2 separate regions of the Callithrix jacchus genome follow, and region 2 is linked to region 1. Evidence: chromatin contacts called from public Hi-C data. All regions are on one chromosome and are shown on one strand. The core of a region is the stretch at or near the end of the contact, and the rest is flanking DNA. Distances in the headings are between cores, read along the strand shown. Region 1 holds the start of L2HGDH (L-2-hydroxyglutarate dehydrogenase). Region 2 holds the start of MAP4K5 (mitogen-activated protein kinase kinase kinase kinase 5).

What was found. A called contact is a pair of places that touch in the nucleus more often than the background predicts.
Region 2: a Hi-C map of skeletal muscle shows a contact between it and region 1, with 6 times the contacts expected there. The contact joins the promoter of MAP4K5 here to the promoter of L2HGDH in region 1. A contact is called at or near these places in 2 of 3 Hi-C or Micro-C datasets (both in skeletal muscle).

Annotation. Positions count from the first base shown.
Region 1 is chr8:84,839,585-84,845,901 of calJac240_pri, forward strand. It overlaps L2HGDH (L-2-hydroxyglutarate dehydrogenase), which reads right to left and starts at 3,047. Exons shown (of 8, transcript XM_054239920.2): 1 at 2,832-3,047. The coding sequence starts at 2,971. It overlaps DMAC2L (distal membrane arm assembly component 2 like), which reads left to right and starts at 3,167. Exons shown (of 6, transcript XM_035260460.3): 1 at 3,167-3,308; 2 at 6,174-6,209.
Region 2 is chr8:85,074,376-85,080,438 of calJac240_pri, forward strand. MAP4K5 (mitogen-activated protein kinase kinase kinase kinase 5) reads right to left here and starts at 2,302. Exons shown (of 32, transcript XM_078334875.1): 1 at 2,129-2,302; 2 at 1,672-1,893. The coding sequence starts at 1,779.

The DNA of each region.
Region 1 (6,317 bases), core at 1,797-4,296:
GAACAAGCATGTGTAATTTATATAACTTTGCAATTAGAAGCTTAAAGATTACCTTTAACACTGATCTGATGGTCAACAAATAAGAATCTTTTAGGAACAGTAAACAGAGGAAAATTTCAGAGATTAGGCCCTTTCTTTGAAAAGTGATCTAAGTTTCAATTTCAAAATCCTTAGCAAAGCACATAATTTGATCAGAAATGTTACCACACCTATGGCTATATCTGGAAGCAGAAACAGATCCTAGACAACTAGGAATATATATAAGCTTGACAAATCAAATCCTGCATCTTAAATTAATTTGGGCGTCATAGAGGATAAAGTTCCCTCTGTCAGTGCATAATCCTCATAACTTGAACAGGGAGAACCTCTAGGTGACACACAGCAGGTGGTTCTCCTGCAGCAGCTTTAGACTAGATAAAATGGTTGTTAAGGATGATGAATAATGCACACATTTAAAAAGAGAGGGTATAAAAAGAGCAGCACAAGTAAAATGGGATTCTGGGTCCACTACATTAATACTAGTTATTGGCAAATGCTTACAGTAGTCAACTAAAACATTACTAATATGATTAGAGTGTATTTGGAAGTCCAAGCCTTTAAATAGGTTTTTGAAAACATAAGTTCAGTAGATAAAAGGTAAAGCATTCACATTCCACTATAGTTACTTATATTGATTTACAGCCATTGACCCTTTACACAACTTTCACAATAAATAGATCTTCTGTGGACTCCAAAATATCCTGGCTTTTAAAAATTCCACAAGAATAACCATTGTTAAGATAGGATTTTTATTTTCCAAAACATCTTATAATCTTCCACTAAGGTAGGTGTTCAAAACATTTACAAATACTTAATACATTTGTATGTGTATGACTTAATCATATTTTATATACAGTCATCCCTCAATAACCACAGGGGATTGGTTTTAGGACTCCCATGGATACCAAAATCCATATATTCAAGTCTTTTATATGAAATGGCACAGGATTTGCATATAATCTACACACATCATCCAATATACTTTAAGTCATCTCTGGATTATTTATAGTAAATAGTACCACGTAAATGCTATGTGAATAGTTGTTATACTGTATTTTAAATTTTGTGTTTTTTATCGTTTTTTTGCAAATATTTTTGATCCATAGTTGGTTGAATCTGCAGATGCAGATCCCACAGAAATGAGAACCGACTGTAATTTTTTAAACTTATCAAGTTTATATCTATATCAATCATGGCAGTGCACTTATACGACACAGAGGTATCTTTGATACTGTTTTTTTTTTTTCTTTTAAGTTCAACTATGATGTTACGCTTTGTCTTCAAGCCTCGCTTTTCTGTAAAAGGTAGCAAAACCTTCACTTAGAGGGGTGGTCTTAACTTACATAATAATGTTTCTCATCCTTGCTGCCTTTTGGGTTTTTTGTTTGTTTGTTTTTTTAATAAAGACAGAGTCTCCCTTCGTTGCCCAGGCTGGAATGTAGTAGCATGATCTTGGCTCACTGCAACCACCTCCTCCAGGGTTCAAGTGATACTCCTGCCTCAGCCTCCCCAGTAGCTGAGATTATAGGCACACACAACCATGCCGGGCTAGTTTTTGTATTTTTAGTAGAGACGAGGTTTCGCCATGTTGGCCAGGCTGGTCTCAAACTCCTGATCTCAGGTAATCCACCCACCTCGGCCTCCCAAAATGCTGGGATTACAGGCATGAGCCGCCCCTTGCTGCCTTTTGATAATTGTAACACAAAAGCTTGTGGGGAGGTAGACCTTCCACTTAGAATTATTACCTTGGTACAGATTCCCAGCCAACATATTGTTTTCGCAGATTATATTACATCCATCAATAAACTTTTCTTACTTTCAAACATAAAATTATCATAGTGAATGTGCTTTTTCCAACTACATGTGCCGCCCTCACTCCCTCTCCTCAAATCTGAAAGATCACTTTACAGCCCTTAACAACCAGTTCACTAATTGTCTTTGGTATCCCATTCTACTCCCTCCATCCATCAACACGCAGCGCCAGCATCAACTTTCAGAACATCAACATTTAATCACTAGCCTCTTCTTGAAATTCTTTTAAATAGCTTCCCGTGGCTCTTAGAATAAAATTCAACATGTGGTTAAAATAAAAACCTTGCTGTGATGTAACCCTTCTCCCGTGTCATTCCACACCATCTGTCTTCCACTAAGCTCCAGTCACCACCTATGGCCCACCTTCTAGTCCTCAAAATAACCAAAACCTCTCCAAGCCTTACATCCTTCACACAAACTGCCTCTTCTACAGAGGGCAGAGAAAGTGGTTTCGAATGTGACCTCCAAACTATACATCACAGGGCATTGAATTCTGCGGGCTTTGATTAGCCTACGGGCTGCTTCCGACAGGGGCAACTCAGCGGGCTCTGTCAGGAACTAAGACTGTATTCAGATCTTCCAAGCAACCCCAAAGACGCCAGCTATATTTGATTGCTTATACGTGTACTAGGTCCTTTTTATCCTCCAAACGACCACCTACAGAAGAGACTAAGGTCCCAGTCATAACTGAGCCTTCAAGGAGGTTAAGTAACTAGACGAGAGTTCAACAGAAAGTGGACGGGTTTAAAGCCAGAGCTAATCCTGACCTCTACTCCATACACCGCCTTTCCTCCCGCCCGTACATAGAACGAATGAACCCGCAGATTTGTAGTTCCTGGGATGCGAGGCTGGAGCTCCACAGGACCCCAACCTGCCCTCACCCCGGGACAGGGAAGTAGGAACAGAGACACAACTCCAGCACGAGATGGCTCTGCGAGAGGCAGCAGCGCCGGCGGCGGGGAGGACGAGCAGCCACTCACCTGGTGCTGGCGCTACGGCCACCCCCACACAGCGGTCGGGGCCTCCCCGACGCCGGCCCGCACGCCCCGGGGAAGCCCCCGAATAAACCCCCACGGGCCCGTCCGCGGGCACCAACCAAGTAACGCAGCGCTGGCACCATCGCCTGCGCCTGCTGCCCTTCCTCAGCCCTCAGAAGCTACCACTTGACCCTCCACGGCCGGCAACCTGCGCACTGTAGGCCCGCCCCTCATGCGAGGTCCAATGAAGCGCGCGCCTTCGTCCTACGTGGAGAGGCTGCGGTGGCCAATGGGCGCACGCGGCGGAGGGCGAAGGGCAGGCAGGGCGCCGCAGACGCGGGGACTCTGGCTCGCTCCCTCCCACCCTCCAAAGCTGTGAGTAGAGGCGCTAGGCCCTGAGCGGGGCGGGACGAGGGTGGTGGTTGTGTTCTGCCCTCGCCCTTCGCCAACGCTGGGCTGACTGAAAACATGGCCCTTCAGGTAGCGCGTCTTCGACTTCCACCGCCGTGCGGGCAGGGGGCCGCGGGAGAAAGTGTGGGCGGGAGTACCGTGAAAATTCTTGTTAGGGTGGGCCCAGCGGCTTCTTTCTCCTGCTCGACCTCGGCCCCGCCCCTGCCCCGCTTCCGCCCGCTCGGCTCCGCCCCCGCACGAGGCCTGTGGGAGGCGAAGGGGTTGGGCACCCATCGTCTTCATTCTCGGTCCCCTCTGAGTCGAGCGTCCGCTAATAGGGCGCTCCACGTCCGACCCTGGTCCTCGCTCCTCATGGAGGCTTTTTGTCACAGCGAAGACTGACAGCCCGCAGTCTTCTGGACTTCTTTTATGGGGCTCTGAACAGAACAGAAATAGAATGATACAAATTTATTACCAGAAGCTCTTCACGTGCCTGTTAGAATCTTGGTTCCAGTCTTTGGTCAGGTGGCTCCAGGAAATCACTTCACCTCTTTGCCTCAGACGCCTCTGTGAACTAGGAATGATAGCAATGTCTTCCTAATTTTTTTTTTTTTTTTTTTTTTGAGACGGAGTTTCTCTCTTGTTTACCCAGGCTGGAGTGCAATGGCGCAATCTCGGCTCACCGCAACCTCCGCCTCCTGGGTTCAGGCAATTCTCCTGCCTCAGCCTCCTGAGTAGCTGGGATTACAGGCACGCACCACCATGCCCAGCTAATTTTTTGTATTTTTAGTAGCAACAGGGTTTCACCATGTTGACCAGGATGGTCTCTATCTCTTGACCTCGTGATCCACCCACCTCGGGTCTTCCTAATCTTAGGGCTGTTGAGTAGATTACACGAGGTAAGGTTATCAGGTGTTTAGCACAGTGGAGCATTTGCAACCTGATGACATTTATTATGGTCAAAGGATTTTACCACCAGAACAGGGGTACATACTTTGCTTTATTGGTTAAAACAATGTAGAATGTTGCCTGCTGGTTCGATCACAGATGAAAAAGATGGTTATTCAACTTTGTGAAATAATTGTGGATTCCCATGCACTTTGGGAGGCCAAGGCGAGCCGATGACCTAAGGTCGATAGTTTGAGACCAGCCTGACCAACACTGAGAAACCCCGTCTCTACTAAAAAAAAAAAAAAAAAAAAAAAAAAAAAAAAAGGCCGGGAGTGGTGGCGCATGCCTGTAATCCCAGCTACCCAGGAGGCTGGAGCAGGAAAATGGCTTGAACCCAGGAGGGGAGGTTGCGGTGCCTGGGCAACAAGAGTGAGACTCCGTCAAAAAAAAAAAAAAAAAAAAAAAAAAAAAAGGAATAGAGATTCTGTGTACCCTTTACCGAGTCTCCCCAGTGGTAGTATCTTGCAAAACTAGGACAATATCGCAACCAGGTTATTGACATTAATACAATCCATTTGTGCTATAGCTAGAACTTGAGCAACGCCATTTTATAAAAGACAAAGCTGTTTTTCAAAAATAAGTTGTAAAGGCTGCCCCATTAACTGCGGGCCTTGGCTAGTAAATAAGACTGCTAGTTTACTTTGCAGAATGTAAAAAGTAAAGCTGCTTACCTTCTCTTTATCAGTAACTGCCAGAGTTGCTAGCCTTTACTTACCAGTAATAACCAAAATGAGCAGCCCAAAATAATTCCATCCTGGCCCCTACAACCTGTAATAAGTAACTAAAATTTGTAACCCTACCCAGATAAAGTATAAACTAATGTTTATCTTGACTTCTGTAAACCGCTTAAGTAACAATCAGAATAACAAAAGTCCCCTAGCCCTTAAAATGTCCAGATCCCACCCTCCCCAACCCCACCCTCATCTCAGCCCAGGAAGTGATTTACAGAATCCTGTCTGAAGCCTTTCATCCCCATCCCCGCTCCTCACCCCCACTCCCAAGGTGGTTTTACAAGTATAAAAAAGTCTTGTCACCCTTCTTTCTCTGCCACGAGTTAGAGAGACCTAAGTCCTCTATAGTCGCCAGCAATAAACCCTGCAATTTAGCATACTTTTGTCTTAATGTAGACTTTCTATGCTCACTCCAGTATAACACATTGATCTCATTCTGGTTCCTTGTTTTGTATTTCTGTTATTTTTCTGTGTATTTAGTTCTATATGGGTTATCAGGTGTGTAGATTCTTGTATCCACCACCACAGTCAAGGTACAGCACAGGTCCATCACCACAAGGGTCCCTCCAGTTGCCCTTTCATAACCACAACTTCCCTTTGTAGCCTCACCCAATGTTTCTAAAATTTTGTTATACCAAGAATGTTACATAAATGTAGTTATTGTCATTATACAGTATGTAACTTTTTGGGATTGACTAGTTGCATTCAGCATAATCCCTTGAGATACATCCAGATTGTTACATGTATTGGTAGTCCATTCCTTTTTATTACTGACATTCCATAGTGTAGATGAACTACTGTATTGATATGGTTTGACTGACCCCACCCAAATCTCATCTTGAAGTGTAACTTCCACAGTTCCCACATGTCATGGGAACCAGGTGGGAGGTGATTGAATTATGGGAGCAGGTCCTTCCTGTGCTGTTCTCTGGATAGTGAATTAAGTCTCACAAGATCTGATGGTTTTAAAAATAGGAGTTTCACTGCACAAGTTCTTTCTTTGCTTGCTACCATCCATGTAAGATGTGACTTGATTCTCCTTGCTTTCTGCCATGATTGTGAGGCCTCCCTAGCCATGTGGAACTGTATTAAACCTCCTTTTCTTTTCACTTTCGGGTATGTCCTTATCAGCAGCATTAAAATGGACTAATACAAATATATTCAACTGTTCACTCATTGAAGGACATTCGAGTTCTAGTTTTTAACTGTTATCAATACAGCAGCTATGAACATGTGTACAGCCTTTTGTGTTAACTTGTTTTTGTTTCTCTAGGATAAGTGCCCAAGAGTGCAATTGCTGAGTCATATGGTAAGTGCATGTTTATTTATTTTTTTTTTTTCTTGAGACAGGGTCATGCTCTATTGCCCAGGCTGGAGTGCAGTGGTGCAATCTTGGCTAACTGTGGCCTCTGCCTCC
Region 2 (6,063 bases), core at 1,052-3,551, 230 kb after region 1:
CTAGGACAGGAAGGCACCAGGGTAAAAGGCAGATATTAGCTGCCCCTTAAATATAATCTTTGTTTTCACCGGCATGAATAAAAGCCTGCTCCAGACAGTCGCTTTAGTTAACGATCTATGAAGAAAAAGGGTGGAGGTCTTAAGATCTCTGTAGGGAAAACACTCAAACTTTTATTGTAGTAGGGAGAAGAGAATATATACACCAAGTATAATTTATACTATTGTAAATTAACATGAACTAAATTGAACTGGTCTAACACACAATGAATCATAGACAAAGATGACTAAAAAACGAGATTGAGAAAGGAAACAGGAATTTCAATTTTCTAAAGAGCATTCCACAAAATGGCTAATCCCTGGATAAACAACTAAGTTAACTACCTCTCATTTTACATAAAGAAGAGGATTGTTATAATCATTGAACATTTTGAGTTAAAGAGCTGGGACCTTACTCACAATTCAACACCCCAGTACCTCTAACAGTGCCTGGTACAGAAGACTCAAACTCTTGTTTAAGGAATAAAAAGCCTCTCCATTAGTTTATCACAGGAGAATCAAACAGTGCTAGAGCTATAAAACCGCCACCTTGAAATGCTAATATTAATAGAGAGGAAATTAAACGCAAGTAAATAGAAAGAGGGGAACCACCTATGCAAAAGAACAACATAACCCCAGAGGAATTTACTGGTTAATTACCCAAATGGAACAAGACCACTTAAGGGATATGCAAAACTGTTGTTTGGCACAATGGGATACATATCATGATAAAATCCAATAAACAACGCCGCGGCAAAAAAGCAGAGGAGCTTAGCCTTAATACTTGTGGGTTGCACTAATGCTCCCTTTCTGGAACACTGAACAAAAAGCATAAGGCAATATCAATCTCTTTCCTCTGAATTCAAGAACTCAGTGGATTTGGGGAATCGGTTTGCTTCTCTACAAAGTTTTTTAAAATTCTAAATTAGGAGTAACTCACTCTCATCGTTTGTCCCAAATAATACAAAAGAGCACAATACAAAGACAGCAGCTCATATCCACTCATGGTTATGGGATGTTATAAATCCCTGAAAGAAACCGCTAAAGTAAAACAAAACCCAGCATGCTAACATATTTTTATCGTGAACCAAAAACAAACGATGAAACTTCCACCAGGAAAAGCATCTTTTTATATCGGATAATATTTGCATACATGTCACCAATATTAGTTTGCTTACAGTTAAAGGTCAGAGACAGGGTTTCATATGGCTTTTTTAGGTCAAGCTCATTCATTAAAACAAGTTTTTTTTTTAAATGCAAATATCTAAATGTCAATACTCTTTCCTGTCTACCACTTCATTTTTCCATGCTAACATTAGAGCATCCTTCGGTGTAATTCCATAAGCAGATTCAAACTCCCTTCAATACCATAAATAGGCCTTATTAAAAAGCCTTATAAACCACAAAAAAGTACAACAGTTTGCAACCGTGTGGTTAGTTCTGCTTGTTGGTAGCGATTAGAACAAGCTATGAGTCCAGGGTGCTCAGAACCGAGTAAAAGGGATTCCGGCCGCTTTCTCCCCAAGAGGCAACAATAAAAGCATCCTCCCCTCGCCCCAGTACTTCGCCGGAAAGTGGCTTCTATTCCCGGGACCCAGTCGACAGCAGGAAAAGGGCCCGGCCAGCCCCACTCACCTTGTAGACGTCCCCATAGGTGCCGCTGCCGACCCTCTGGACAAGCTCGTAGTCCTGTTGCGGGTTCCGCCTCAGGATGTCCGCGGCAGGCCGCAGCGGGGCCTCCATCTTCGCTTAGGGCCCGGCCCCCGCCGGCTCGGCCCGCGCCTCCCCGATTCCCGCTAACAAGCACGAACGGCGCCGCTTCCCAACATGGAGCCTCCGCCCGCAGCTCTGCCTGCACTAAACACGAGCAAAGGCGGGTCGGCGTCGTGGGATATGGCCCCGAGCGGCCCGCGCCCCCGCGGCCCAGCCCCTTCCCTTCGTTCCGCCAGGGGCTGTAGAAGAGAAACGGGCCTGAAAGGGCCCCTGGCGCCCCGTATCCTCGTTCGGGCTGCGGCCCTTCCCCCACCCCGGCCGCCCGCGAACTGCCTGGCCGGGCCTCCTCCCCTGCCGGGGCCCAAGGCCGGTTCCGTACCTGATGGGGGCGGCCCCGTTCTTTGTTGAGCGCTGAGTCCGGGACCTACTTCCTAGACCGCTCCCGCGTCCCCCTCCCCCGCGCCGACTGGCAGCTCCGGGTTTCCCGACGCCGCCGCCGCCGCCACTCAGCCGCTGCACCGCGCGTCCTCTCGGAGGCGGCGGAGGCGCGTACGGTTGCCGCCGCCGCCGCCGCCGCACCACGTTCCCCACCCGGGGCTGCGTCACCGGGAGACACGTTCCCGGCCAGCATGGGTCGGCGCCCAGCGGCCCGCCCGAGCGCTCTGGCCGCGGGACCAGAGTGCCGCCCTGAGGCCTGCTGAGGACACGACACCCTCCCACCGCGCCACCGCGCCCCCCTAGCCGGGCGCGTCCTTGCAGGGCCTGGGCTCTCTCCCTCCCACTCTCAGAAATAAGGGACACGCCTGGGCATTCGTGGGCCGGCGTGCCTTGGCTAAACCGTCCGCACATTAGTCAGGTAGGCCTGGAGGGTGACGGGTAGAGGAAGAAGGGCAATGGGAACGCAGCCCTCCAAGTTCAACACGGAAAAGGTACGTTAAGGGCACTGGGCCAGAAGTAACCTGGCAGCGGGGCGCCGAGGAAGGAGGTGGGGACTGCCAGGTTAACTAAGTCTCGGCACACCCTACTGCACCTTCCTGTTTTGCAAACCATTCCCGGTGGTACCAGTTTGAGGCTGCACTGCACACCTGCACAACCTGTCTTCTACTTAGTTCTTCTGAGACATTTCTGAAATCCTGAATTCCTAAAACTGCTCAATGGCCTTTGTCCCTGTTGGATACCAGCAGAGTCTCACCGCGGGTATTGCACCTTTAATGAGGTCAGGAGTTCCGCAAAAGTAAAACAAAGTCAGGGGTCAAAGACTGGTTCTGGTTCTACCACTTCCTCAGTATGTGCTCTGGGACAACACAGCATATTTGGCAACATCTCAGTATCCTTATCTGCAGCTTGAAGAGGATAAGGTTTTGCATCTGACACCCAAGAAAGTGTTTATAAAGGGTTTTACAGGCTTGTAAAGAGGGTTATCGAATATAAGAGGTTTTAAAATTCTTAACAGTGCACAGCACGTATGGAACAGGAGTTCGGGGAAGTAATTTGGCTGATATTTCACAAGCTGTTTTGCAGTTTCAGTTCCAGTCTTGCTCTCTGAAGGTACAAAGTAAGTTGCCAGTGTTAACGTTATACTGGCTAAGTTATTTCCAGAGCCTCATAGAGATTTTGAACAGAAATGCCAGATAACACTCAGCCACTGCATTTAGTGACTGAAACATAATGAAAAAGCAAGTTGGTGGTGTTGGCATGTGGCTTTGAACATTCCATTTTTAATTCTGTTCTTGAGAAATATCCTCCTTATTGTTGATAATTGTATAATGTAGAAATTAAATTCGCACCTTAACAGGACAGGGGATATATGTATTTTCTTGTGCTCCACACACAAAGGGCACTTATTTGGGGAAGATAAGTAAGCCCAGACTTACATGCTCCATGGACAAAGCCTATGTGTTTGCTGCATTGAAAAAATTGTTGAAGAACAGTTCCTTCTTTCAAAGATTCTTGGCACTTGTTTCGGTGGGCACATACTTTTGGCTTCGATGACTCAAAATCTCTTCAAATGTTCTATTGGTATCTTAGTACTTGTTTACTGTCATAGATTCATTTGGGATTTTTTTCCTCTTGCCCTATAAGTATTTATCCTTTATCTAGTCTGAAATATATTTATTCTTACATATTTATACTTGGATTACTCAAGAGAATTTCAGGCAACCTACAGAAAACACTATGAAACAAGATAAAAATAAGTGGGCAAACCAGTATGAAGTTGAAGAGAAGGAAAATACAAAACCAGAACAACGCAACAAATTGGCCAAGCAGAGAATTTTTTTCTTAATTTTTTTCTTTTTCTTTTCTTTTCTTTTTTTTTTTTTTTGAGATGGAGTTTTGCTCTTGTTGCCCAGGCTGGAGTGCAATGGCCCGATCTCCGATCTTGGCTCACCATAACCTCTGCCTCACATGTTCAAGTGATTCTCCTGCGTCAGCCTCCTGAGTAGCTGAGATTAGAGGCATGTGCCACTATGCCTGACTAATTTTGTATTTTTAGTAGAGACAGGGTTTCTCCATGTTGGTCAGACTGGTCTCGAACTCCTGACCTCAGGTGATCTGCCCCCACCTTGGCCTCCCAAAGTGCTAGGATTACAGGTGTGAGCCATGCTCCTGGCCCAAGCAGAGGATTTTACAGTGTTTTGAATAAACAGTGAAGAGTAACTGATCAAGAAAGAGGCACATATTTTCCTCATGCGAATACTTCAAAAAATTTTATTTAATGAGCCATCTTCATAAAGTAGAAACGGAATGCCCAGTTTGAGACAAGGATAAATATCCTGACAAACCTTTAAGCATGTTATTCTTGAAATACAGCATTTAAAATGAAGTAGGCAATAAAATGTTTGAGGTCATAGGTTTCAACAAGACCCTGGAGTACAGATATTTTATGTTGCAAGTAATGGCAGATCCATATGCTTTGAACATCAACCTAGAGGCAGATAGCATGGAAAAAGTTGAGATTTTATATGGTGGTTCAAAAATGTGTCTGCTATACTCATTATTTTACTTGTACCACAATTGATGCAAAGAGGAAAACGTTTGTTTTATACTAACTCCAAAATAATCTTAAGGATTTTAAAAATACTGGTTGAGTCAGCTGGACGTAGTGGCTCATGCCTGTAATCCCAGCACTTTGGGAGGCTGAGGCGGGTGGATCACGAGATCAGGAGTTCGAGACCAACCTGGCCAATATGGTGAAACCCTGTCTCTACTAAAAATACAAAATTTAGCTAGGCTTGGTGGCGCATGCCTGTAATCCCAGCTACTCGGGAGGCTGAGGCGGGAGAATTGCTTGACCCAAGGAGGTGGAGTGTGCAGTGAGATTGCACCGTTGCACTCCACCTTGGGCAACAGAGTGTGACTCTGTCTCAAAAAAAAAATACTGGTTGAGTTAAGTTTAACAAGATCAGTGAAGTAGGTTGCTTTGTAAAAAAAATTCAAATTCAATTTACTTAAAGTAAATATATCCTGAATGAATTTAATTTTACATCCTGAACAATTAAGCAAATAATTTCAAGGTTGAAGTTTATATAATAATATGTTACTTATGTCACGGTAACTAACCAGAGAATTTCTTACAAACCACCCAAAAATGTGGAAGTGACTTTGCAACCGGGTAACAGGCAGAGGTTGGAACAGTTTAGAGGGCTCAGCAGAAGACAGGAAAATGTGGGAAAATTTGGAACTTCCTAGAGACTTGTTGAATGGCTTTGGCAAAAATGCTAATAGTGATATGACAATAAAGTCCAGGCTTAGGTGGTCTCAGATGGAAGTGAGGAACTTGTTGAAACTGGGACAAAGATGACTCTTGTTGTGTTTTAGCAAAGACACTACTGGCATTTTGCCCCTGCCCTAGAGATTTGTGGAACTTTGAACTTGAGAGAGATGATTTAGGGTATCTCATGGAAGAAATTTCTAAGCAGCAAAGCATTCAAGAGGTAACTTGGGTGCTGTTAAAAGCAGTCAGTTTTATAAGAGAAGAGAGCATAAAAGTTTGGAAACCAGGCTGGATGTGGTGGTTCATGCCTGTAATCCAGCACTTTGGGAGGCTGAGGCAGGCAGATCACGAGGTCAGGAGATCTAGACCATCTGGGCCAACATGGTGAAGCCCCGTCTCTACTAAAAATACACACACACACACACACACACACACACACACAAACTAACTGGACATAGCGGTCCATGCCTGTAGTCCCAGCTACTTGGGAGGCTGAGGCAGGAGAATTGCTTGAACACAGGAGGCAGAGATTGCAGTGAGCTGAGATTGCACCACTGCACTACAGCCTGGGCAACAATGTAAGACTCTGTCTCAAGAAG